Regions from separate parts of the Anser cygnoides genome. Here region 1 is linked to region 2. Evidence: chromatin contacts called from public Hi-C data. All regions are on one chromosome and are shown on one strand. Each heading gives the region's core, a stretch centred on a gene start, on an enhancer-like site or on the middle of the called end of the contact. The rest is flanking DNA. Distances are from core to core; before and after follow the strand shown.

What was found. A called contact is a pair of places that touch in the nucleus more often than the background predicts.
Region 1: a Hi-C map of liver shows a contact between it and region 2, with 2.0 times the contacts expected there. The contact joins two enhancer-like sites. A contact is called at or near these places in 2 of 7 Hi-C or Micro-C datasets (both in liver).

Annotation. Positions count from the first base shown.
Region 1 is chr11:7,449,030-7,453,720 of Taihu_goose_T2T_genome, reverse strand. The region is part of intron 5 of AGBL1 (AGBL carboxypeptidase 1); the gene reads right to left. Among named protein-coding and RNA genes, the nearest start is that of AGBL1, 41 kb to the right of the region's middle. Within about 2 kb of position 1,925, at least 1 of the 3 cell types and tissues checked has open chromatin away from gene starts, as enhancers often do. A contact at or near this core is called in liver, where this site is marked.
Region 2 is chr11:7,299,966-7,305,248 of Taihu_goose_T2T_genome, reverse strand. AKAP13 (A-kinase anchoring protein 13) reads right to left here. Exons shown (of 30, transcript XM_067003876.1): 18 at 5,108-5,225; 19 at 4,308-4,556; 20 at 2,011-2,087; 21 at 482-663; 22 at 313-395. Among named protein-coding and RNA genes, the nearest start is that of KLHL25, 40 kb to the left of the region's middle. Within about 2 kb of position 3,023, at least 1 of the 3 cell types and tissues checked has open chromatin away from gene starts, as enhancers often do. A contact at or near this core is called in liver, where this site is marked.

The DNA of each region.
Region 1 (4,691 bases), core at 676-3,175, 150 kb before region 2:
CACTGATTTGTAGTGACCATTAAATTTAAAGCAACACCCACATATCCAAAGTAATGAAGCAAGTCCTTAAACTGCTGCCCCAGAGCTATTTCTTTGTATCAGAGACTCAGCACATGCCCATTCCAGACACCAGTGTTTCTATCTACGTCAGCAGATGATAACTTCTGCATCAATCTGGGACATCCATGTCAGCATTTCCAGCCAAATTCCACTCCATTCTCCATTTTCCCAAAACAAGCTTCCACCCCATCCTCCTTTCCATCAGCTTTAACTGAAAGCAAGTTTTATTTTAATTATGACAACACTTTGCATTACAGCAGCATGTCAAGGTCCCCACACAGATCACGGCTTGTAAGAAAGATGCTGAAGCTGTGTGGTAAGACTATTTGCCCCATAGTAGGTAGAGGAGTAGATGCAGATATGTTTGTTGACCCTCTGTGTTATTTCCAATGCACAGGTAAGTAGCTCATCCTGCCTGACTCAGCATAGCACCAGTTTGAATGAGAGCTGGCCAATTGCATTTGCAGTTTGAAAATCCATACCGAGACATCCTTGTCCCTCCCCGCCCCCATGTAGTATATGCCCCATCCTACCAGCCAGGCAAGATTTTCTTTACCAGCCATATGCTGCTGGAACAAGATGATCCTTGTTCTAACCTGGCTTACTGCTGTGAAATTTCAAGTGCTCATAGCTTATTGAATAAATACAGCTACAAAATCCTTCATACCCATGGATTCCTTAAAATGTAATCTCTTTACAAACCAATCCCCAAATAAAATCATATTAACTTCCCCATACTGAACCAATTATCATCCTGTAGCAAGAAATATTTGTTGTCATCAAGCTGCTGTTCATTGTGCCCTGACAGTGGCTGAGACTAAGAAAGATTTGAGAACTGGTTCTTGTTGATATTGGGTCGACATCCTTGTATACTGTCATTCTTCCATAATGAAACTGTTAGAATTCAACACCACTATTACAAAAAAAATAAAAACATAAAAACTACCCACAAATACAGACAGAACAAGAAATCAGCAGCTAAAAATCTCACCAGCAGAAGCACAGTCATGCTCTCATTGTTTTTTTAACTCCACCTAAACAACAATCATTGAGCTGGTGGGAGGAATACCTTCAGCCACCAGCCATTCTGCATGCTCAGGACAGGGATATGCTACCTCCACTGACACTCTGTCCCTAAGTCTTCATGTTCAGGACAAAGTAAACATTTCTAAGCAAATTAAAAAGACCATCCAGAGCACCTCAGTGAGGTCACATTACAGCATGTTTTTCTCTGATAAAACAAACATTACATGCTGGAGTTCGCAGTGGTCTCTGCAGGCTTAAGGTGATCACACCAGAACAGTGAAGGAGTGAAGGAAGGACCAGAGTGTTTCTGGATGCAAGCAGAAGAAATCTGGAGAGTTTTAGAAGGGATCTGGTTTACTGTAAGAATTTTTCAGTAACCATCTACTTGTGAAGCAACATTACAGCCCTGCAACTGTAGCTGGCTGGTTTTCCCACATGCCAGACTAACAGCCTAGAGCCATCCTCATCTCAGTCCACGCCTGCACACAGTACCACAATAAAATGAAGTGGAAACAAAACTAGTACATTTCAGCTCATCACATACTGAGATTCATCACAAAGATTGTCATAGCTGATATGCAGCGTTCTGTATGTCCTACAGCAGACACTCTACAATTTCTCATAAGTAGGTGCAGACCCAGTGGACCGACCTCAATACTATGCATTGCTTTAGAACAAGTTTTGAGAGAAAGAATAATTAAATACATGAGTTTAAGGTGCCAAATGGATAAAACAGGTTTAAGGAATAAAATGAATTTAAACCAGTAGATCAAGTCAGGCTAACTTGATGTCTTTGATAAAATAACTGATTTTTCTATACAAGAGAAATACAATAGATCTAATTTATCTGTACTTCAGAAAAGTACCATACTGGAAGTTATTAGCTAAGATAACAGATGGGGATTAGTACAAGAATTGCAAGGTGGGTAAGGAACTGGTTAAAGAGGCAGCGACAGGAGTTGTGCTGAAAGAGGAATTATTAGGCTGGGGGGAGGTTACATGTAGAAGTTAAAGGATACGTTTTGAGACTGATCTTATTTTATACTTTCCTTAATGACCTTGGCACAAAAAGTCAAAGTATACTAACAAAATCTGCTGACAGTGTGAAGTGTTGGAGCCATTGCCAACAGCGGGGAGTTCAGATTATCTTTCAGGAATAACAGGATGTTCTTGAGTTCTGAAGCAATAGAAATGGGATGAAATGTAATAGTCAAAGTGCAAGGTTATGCATTTAGGGTTTAAATAAGAATTTCTGTTATGAGCAGGGGCTCATAATTTGGAAGCTAGTAGAAGGACACCCTGGATATATGAGCCCATTAGAGGATTAGGACAAGTGTGACCCAGCAGGGTGACACAACTGCGTAAAGGACAGATCAGGGCTCAGAAAAGCCACTGCCAATGGTGAAGGGAAAGCATGAATGTTTTCACCAAGGCTTCACCTGAGCAGCTGTGTATAGTACTCAGAAGGAACAGTGCAGAAAAGGGCTAAGGAAGTGATTATGGCAACAGAGGAGTCTCATGAGGGGAGTCTTAAAGATCACAGTTTGGTCACCTTTGCAGAATAATGGATAAAAGGGGAGTTGATTGTTCTCCATAGACACACTGGGACAGGGGGAAGTAAACACTGAGGAAGGCAGAGAGCTACTTAAGCTAAAGAACAAAGTTGGCACAAGGACAAATGGATATAAAATGGCCATGAATAAATTTCAACTGGAAATTAAAAGATAGGTTTTAAGCACTGGAAAATGAAGCTTTGAAACACCCTCTTGGCAGCAATGGGATGAAGAACGTAATGACTTTGAAAAGGGAGCCTGAATTGCTTATAATGGGATCAAGAGGCTCAGCTGCAAATGGGGAAGGGGTCTGAAAAAAATTGACCCTTAAATCACTATAGTCCTATACCCCTACATTTTAATCATATATAAAATGGAAGTGAATGATAAACAGGTATTCTAAACACAAAGATAATTAACCAGGCCAGAAAAGAGCAGCTGCACCAGCTTAAGCTGAAAGCCCAGGTAGTCTGGTATCCCATGTCCAACAGTGCTCAGGGGAAAAATACAAGACCAGAGCAAAAACACAATGCTGGAACTTCCAGAAGAAACTCAGACTTCAACAATTTGAAGTCCAGAGATGTCATAAATGTAACATAACACCAGTGCCCATGGGAATTTTTAGCTTAGTTTGTTTTCCTTCCATGTATTTCTGAAGCTATGCAAAGTCGTCCACAATATCCTAGGAAAGAAGTGCTTCACACAATAGCTGTGAACTATCCCCTTGCATTTTTTTTTATTATTTTTTAAAACTAGGAGTTTATATCATCATTGTAATTTACACCTTAAGTCAGCTGTCAACAAGTATTCCCAGAATATTATCTGCCTTTGGTGCTGAAAAAAATCTAACATACAAAATACCCTGTGGGAATCAAATCAAGTCACAGAAGAGAGGGAAGAGTAAACTTTCAATGAGAGTAGCAGGATGTATCAATAAGCTAACAGCAAGCCAGGGCAACTGGTGTTTGTGATATCAGCACCTCTTAACAGCATATGGTAAACCAACAGCATCTTTTCTGGCATCAGAAAAGATAATGAGATGAGTAAGTCTGGGACAGGAAGATGGAGAGAAAGCAGATAAATTGTGCATGAGAGCAAGAGAGAAAAATAAAAGATGAGAACAGGAGGGAAAGTTTAAGAGCACAAGAAAGATGACTATGAGCCATATGCTAGACCAGAGAATTTGATAGCATGCCCAGTGCAGAACTCCACATTTGTCTCAAGAAGGAATGGAGGGAAAGATTTCATTAAAAAAACTGGCAAACCTATCCAGATGCCTTCCTCTGATTTTCTGTTCTTTGTGGTAATACGTTACTAAAAATCTTACACTGGGATTGACAAAGCAGCTATCTCAAAGGACACTCATTTATATATTTCAATAAAAGGATATATAAATAAAGCAGCCCTGTCTTAAGAGGCATAGTAAATGCTGATCCATAATCAGAAAACGTTTAAAACTGCCTGTAATAGCAGTCAAGACAGCCACTTTGAAGCATGGAAGTCTTTTGAAGTGTTTCCAAATCAGCAGCTTGGGTATCAGGGCAGAAGTACAACTACTAGACAGATAGACAAACAACTTCCAGATTCTGTGCTTAGGAACCAGGAGCAACAACAAAGGAAAAAATCCACTTCCCAAGCCAAAGAACAATTGGATTAGCCACTAAAGTTGGGCTGCTCAGAAGCATAGACACGAGTCTTTTATGTCTAGGTCACCCCTTTAGATCTGGCCTAGGGGACAGCGTCAGTTGGAATCACTGCAGACAGAGGAGACGGGGAGTCAGAGTCTCAAGTTTTCTTCCCTGCTCTGATCTTGGCTCACAGGCTGTAGCTCTCTGCATTATGATGGACAACTCTGTGCCTCTGTTTCTCTGCATTTTGACTAGATCATTTATTTCCATTTCACTCCGTGTTAGAAAAAGACTCCTGAAAATGAAAAATATTGTTACAGAAGGCATGCCTGGTGGACTATATGAAAGGATTTTAAGACTCACAGGGCACATTGAGTTTGGTGCCCATCTGTTCAGTACTACCTTGTGATTATGAAGAGGGAAA
Region 2 (5,283 bases), core at 1,774-4,273:
AAAAAGCTTCAGCAAGGAAGCAGAGCGATTCCTGAGATATTGGCCCCATCTAGTGGAACCTGATGACACAACTGTGCCTCGGCTCAATCTTGCACAGCAAGAGCACCCATCAGGCTCAGAAAATTCTAATGCAAACGAGGTGTAAATATGGATTGCAACTATTTGCTGGATGCAGGGCCCTCATTGTTCTGAAAGAAGTCATAGCTCAACCATGCATATGAAAAAGGGTCACAAAATCTAACACGACAATTGCAGTCATTTTTTTCAGAACAATTTTCAAGCTCTGCCCTTCTGTCTCAGGCAGTTTCCTACCTTTCAGTGCTCTGACTCTCGTGTCTGACACTTTCTTTTCAAACTCAGACTCACAAGGAACTCCTTCATCTTCATCCTTATCCCTGGATGAGAGAGACACACATCTCAATAAGCACCAAAACACGACTATGTGTATCACCTGCCTTTCCAGAGCAGCTTGGTAGCTTACATGGTGTTTATCGTGTCTTGAATGATCTCTATCCACCCGTTACGCTCTTCTTTGGAGCTGGCATGCACTTCTACCATTTCAGGATCTTTTACACCCATACTGATCAGGAACAAACCCTTCTCTTCATGAGCCACTTCTCGTACGATCAGCTTCTTCAGAGAGATCACAGTGGATTTCTGGTCCTTCAGATGGAAAGAAATGGTGGAGGAGGGCAAAAAGTTAGATATGAACTAACATTCAAAAGGTCCCATTACCAACACAGCTGCCTCTCTTGGGTTGTAAACATTTTTTGACGCTACTGGCTAATTAAAAAATATAGCATTTTGATGGGGTCACACAACAGGGAAAGGCTTGTTTTCCTCCGTTAGTCCTCTAGAAAAAGCAATTTCACCTTGCTCTATTTCAACAGGAAAGTAATTTAAAATTGAATTTGTGGTTTTGCAAACTCTACCATATTTTGCTCTATCTCCAGCAGACCTTTGATCTCATCTCCTCCTGCCCACACTCTCTACTCTGTCATTAATATCAGAGCTCCGTAAACTCAGTGAAGCTTGCTAGCTGCTTCACATACCTTATCGTCACAATCTTTCCGTAGGATGGAATAACACCTTATTTTCAAATCCCACAAAAACCCTACTGTTCTTAGAAGCTCATAGTTGACTCCTGCGATGGACCAGACTTGTATATAAAAGGATGTTTATCGTGAGCTACGGTCTTTGTGTAATCGGCCTGCCTAGGTTAAAATGTCCCTTTGCTTCTGGGTCACCAGCACATGAGTGAGCACCTCTGTGCATTTTACAGGATGCTACACTTGGGTGATTTGGTATCAGCTCTCTCTGTGTAGGGCCCTGCGTTTGTGCAGCTCATTGATGGAACTAGAATAACAGATTATCAGCTTTCAAAACATTCAAAGAATAAAAAGGACACAAACGTTCACCTAGTCTAAACCATGTCTGCAAGGTACAGCCAAAACAGGCCCAATTAGGTACCAGACTTTCTCTAGCAGGTCAGTGTGTCTAGTGTTTTAGGAAGCCTGCCTTCAAAGGTGAGTGGTTTTGGTTTCTTGCATTACAAATATACTCTTCTGACATTTATTTGTAAGCTTTACTATTGAATTTACAGCAGTGGTGTTCCCTGCCCCCCACAGCGGTTCATAATATATTAGGACATCAGCCTCTGCTAAGATTTGTTTTTACAATGTTTGTGTTATCCCATTACTTCCCTTCCCCCTGGGATCACTGCTTCAGTTTGCGCAGCCTGAAAATGAGTACGTGTATCGAGTGGCAGGCAGATTTTCAAGGCCAATTATCAGCAATGCCAAGGCACTGCAGAAATCAACATGAGTGGGGTAAGTGGGGAAAAAAAGACATGCTTTCCAATCACAAAGAAAGGAGCCTGCTCAACAAACAAAACAGTTATAAGCAGGAAAACAAAGCTGTTTAGCAGACAACGGCTGGCTTTACTGAGGAACCCATATCAAGGGTCTCTCTCACAGAAAAGCAAGGGAGAAGAAAAGGGTGAAGCCTTACCAGTGAGGCAAAGACATATTTCTGGTCCTTCTCCTGCAGGAATATGAGCATGTCAGAGAGGAGAACAGCCTGGACTTCTGCAAAAGGAAAAGAATACCAATATAACCATGCGGCCCACTCCTAAACAGATTTGTCTTTTAATAACACCAGTGCTCCGGCCGCTGGGGAGCGTGAGGGCTGGTTTTGGGTCAGCCTGCAGTGCTGCTCGATCTGCTGGTTGGCAGGCACAGCTCCTGGAAAGGCCGTGCTGCTGTGCAACGCCGAGCTGCCCTAGGAAACATGCAGGGCCCTCACCTCGGTGGGAGGGCTCCTCTCCAGCCACAAGCTTCCTAACAGGTAGGACACGGTGTAACAGCAAAAGCTAGTGACGTTTACTGAGTAGAAGCGCTGTTTTCTCAAACAATCAATATTTTAGCCCTTGAGCAAAGTATCTGCACAGGAAGATTGGGGTTTTATGGTTCTCTTGATGAGTAGTTTGGGGAGTGTAAATTATCATGCAACAGCAACATTTGTCAGCTGCAGTTTCTTTCCCAGGAAATACTGACTTCAGGAGCCACCACTAATTCTGCTTGCAGACAAATACAAGCCTTGCTAACTCCAAGGGGAGCCAACATAGCCCTGCATGAGATGCAGGACCTGGCTTTCTTTCATGGGAAAAGGAAGCGTAATATCAAGTAAACTGAGGATCTTAAATCAGAATACAGGCTTTTCCCAAAGTACGCATACAGCCTTCCAAGTCTCCTAATGACATATCATGAAGTTGCACTGTAACTACCAAGCATAAGGCCCCACCCATACCCCTCAGTACAAAGAGTTTTTGTGTAATGTACTTGGGAAATCTTGTGACAGACAGGAAGCAAACCAAAAAGTGAAGTCATCCCATGGGTTCTTCCCTTCCATTCTGTTTTGGGAAGACAGGATCCTTTTCAGAAAAAAAGAACTACCAAATTTTAATCAAAGCTGCAAAATGAACTCAAAGCTCTGGGAGGTTTGAAAAAGTCAGCAGTTGACTCTGTTCTTCTCTATCACTATATTTTCTGCGCACTCTGCAGAAGGGGAAATGCTAAAAACATCCAAGAAAACTTCTAAATTTCTCTCTCTGCTCCACTTAAAATACCATAAAATAGCCTAAGTATCTGAACCAGCTGTTCTCCTATGGGGCTCCGCTGTTTCTCTGTAGGACCTGCTTTCCCTGGGGGCTTGCACTACAGACAGGGGCATTTCTATGACTTATAAATGCAAATGCAGCCTGTACTTATCAAAAGATTTCACAATCACAGCATAAGTTGCTTAATCCACCATTTAAAATCAATAGCAATCTTGGGAGCCTGGAAACCATCTGTAAACTTCCTGTTTCCAGAACCTCAAAATAAATCCTATCTGATTTGGAATTTCGCCTATCACTGCCTCACTGCCCAGCACATCACCAGACTATGCATCTCCATTCATGCCCAAGTACCCTGGTGTAATCAGCTGATGCTGGGAGCAAGAAGGAATCAGCTGCAAGAAAGAAAGCCCAGCCTTCCTGCTGAGCCCTAAGAAAGCTCTGCCTGCTTTCACCACTGCTGTTGTCCCAGCTTAAGGCTTGCTTGGGAGATTTAGTGCTTAACTCAGTAAAGAACTTCAGTGCCATGTCGAGAACTTTAGAGCACAGCACTTCAGAAAAACCATTTCCATGCGATGATAAACAAAAAGCAATTCAAGAAAACATGGACACACACGTAACCAAGCAAGAGGCAGCTGCAGGGACACCAGAGCCTCCCCAGCCTCTCCTGAGCAGCTTGCGTCAGCAGCTCGAGAGGTTCAAAAGCAATAAATGCCTGGGACACCTCTCTCAAGGCCTAGTGAAACTGGGAAAGGTAACGCTGAGCCTGAGCAGCAAAGGAGGTACAGGGCTGCTGGCGGGTAGAGTCACCAGGAAGCTGAGGCTGGGTTTCGTATTCAGCAAGCACGCTTCCTGGAATCGCTGTACGTGCGTGTTTTGCCACAGAGATCTGACTCACTGCTCCAGACAACTGCAGCCCCAGCATCCTCCTGGCCCAAAGGCTGCCCCAGCACCTCACTGCAGCCTGCATCTTCAGCAGGCGTCTGGTCACCGGGCGGAAAAGCAGCTATCGGTCACCTCAGAAACAGCACAAGGTATTGGAAACACTGTGATGGAAACAGAGTATGCAGCACAGGGAAAGCTGCTGTCAAAACCTCTCATAGCAGACGAACAGGTAAGTGTTGGAGAAGCCTATCTGAGGAGCAATCCTACACACAGGGAGGGCAAGCTGTGTGCCCTGCAGCAGACTTACCTTTTAACCGTCCAGCTGCATTTTTCAGTGAAACAGGCCCATCTCGGATGAGCTTCCGATGTCGCAAGTCCTCTCTTGCAAACATCTGACCGCTCTTCATCCTCATGATGGACTTGCTATCTGTCCGGTTGTAAATCTCATCAAGACGTGTTTTCTTTTCATAGTTGCTGACTTTGCTATTGACTGCAGCAATCACATCTTTAACAAGGTTTAATGACTGAGTCAAGTCTTCATGTTCCACTTCATTTTCTTTGAAAAGAGAGAAACATCTCCATTTCACTTCATCCTTGTAGACTCTTAACTTCCCAATTTTACTTCCTTCCCTCCTTTGTCTTCTCCCTCCCTAATTCCTGCATTATAACTTTTTAATATTTTCCCAAGTCAGGTTGCATTTTTCCCCCTTAAAGAGAGCTTCACAAAACCTTTCACATGGAGGGCTGAGGTTGGAGGCTGTTCCAATATATTTTGTATACAAGACAGTAGATATGAAATACACAAACCAACCACGTATTGTAGCCATTACACAGAAAAAGCAAACTGGGAGACTTTGGAGTCTAAGCATGTTGCTCCATAATTAGCTAAAGACAGACATATCAACCAAATCAAGGCACCTGAGCAACTAATCCTAACCAGATATAAATAGAGATATAAAGACTCAAGTTATCTCAATACAGCAGTGTGAGACAATAATGACTAGATTAGTTGGTCAATCATAAGAAAATCTACTTCGGTGGAAAAGGATCCAGGAAATTTACACTGGATGAGCAAATACAGACTTAGAAAAGAAGAACTGGTCCTACCTTTGGTGTACTGCAGTATCCTTTGTAACAGGACTGGGTACTTTGTGATTCTCTGTGTTACCAGCAAGATACATTCAGAAATCCCAAGACGTCTCACCAGGGAGCTGCTCATTTTTTTCTAAGGAACAAAGATGAAAATTTCAATTTTGTAGCAAAACGCCTACCAGAGCGCAGAA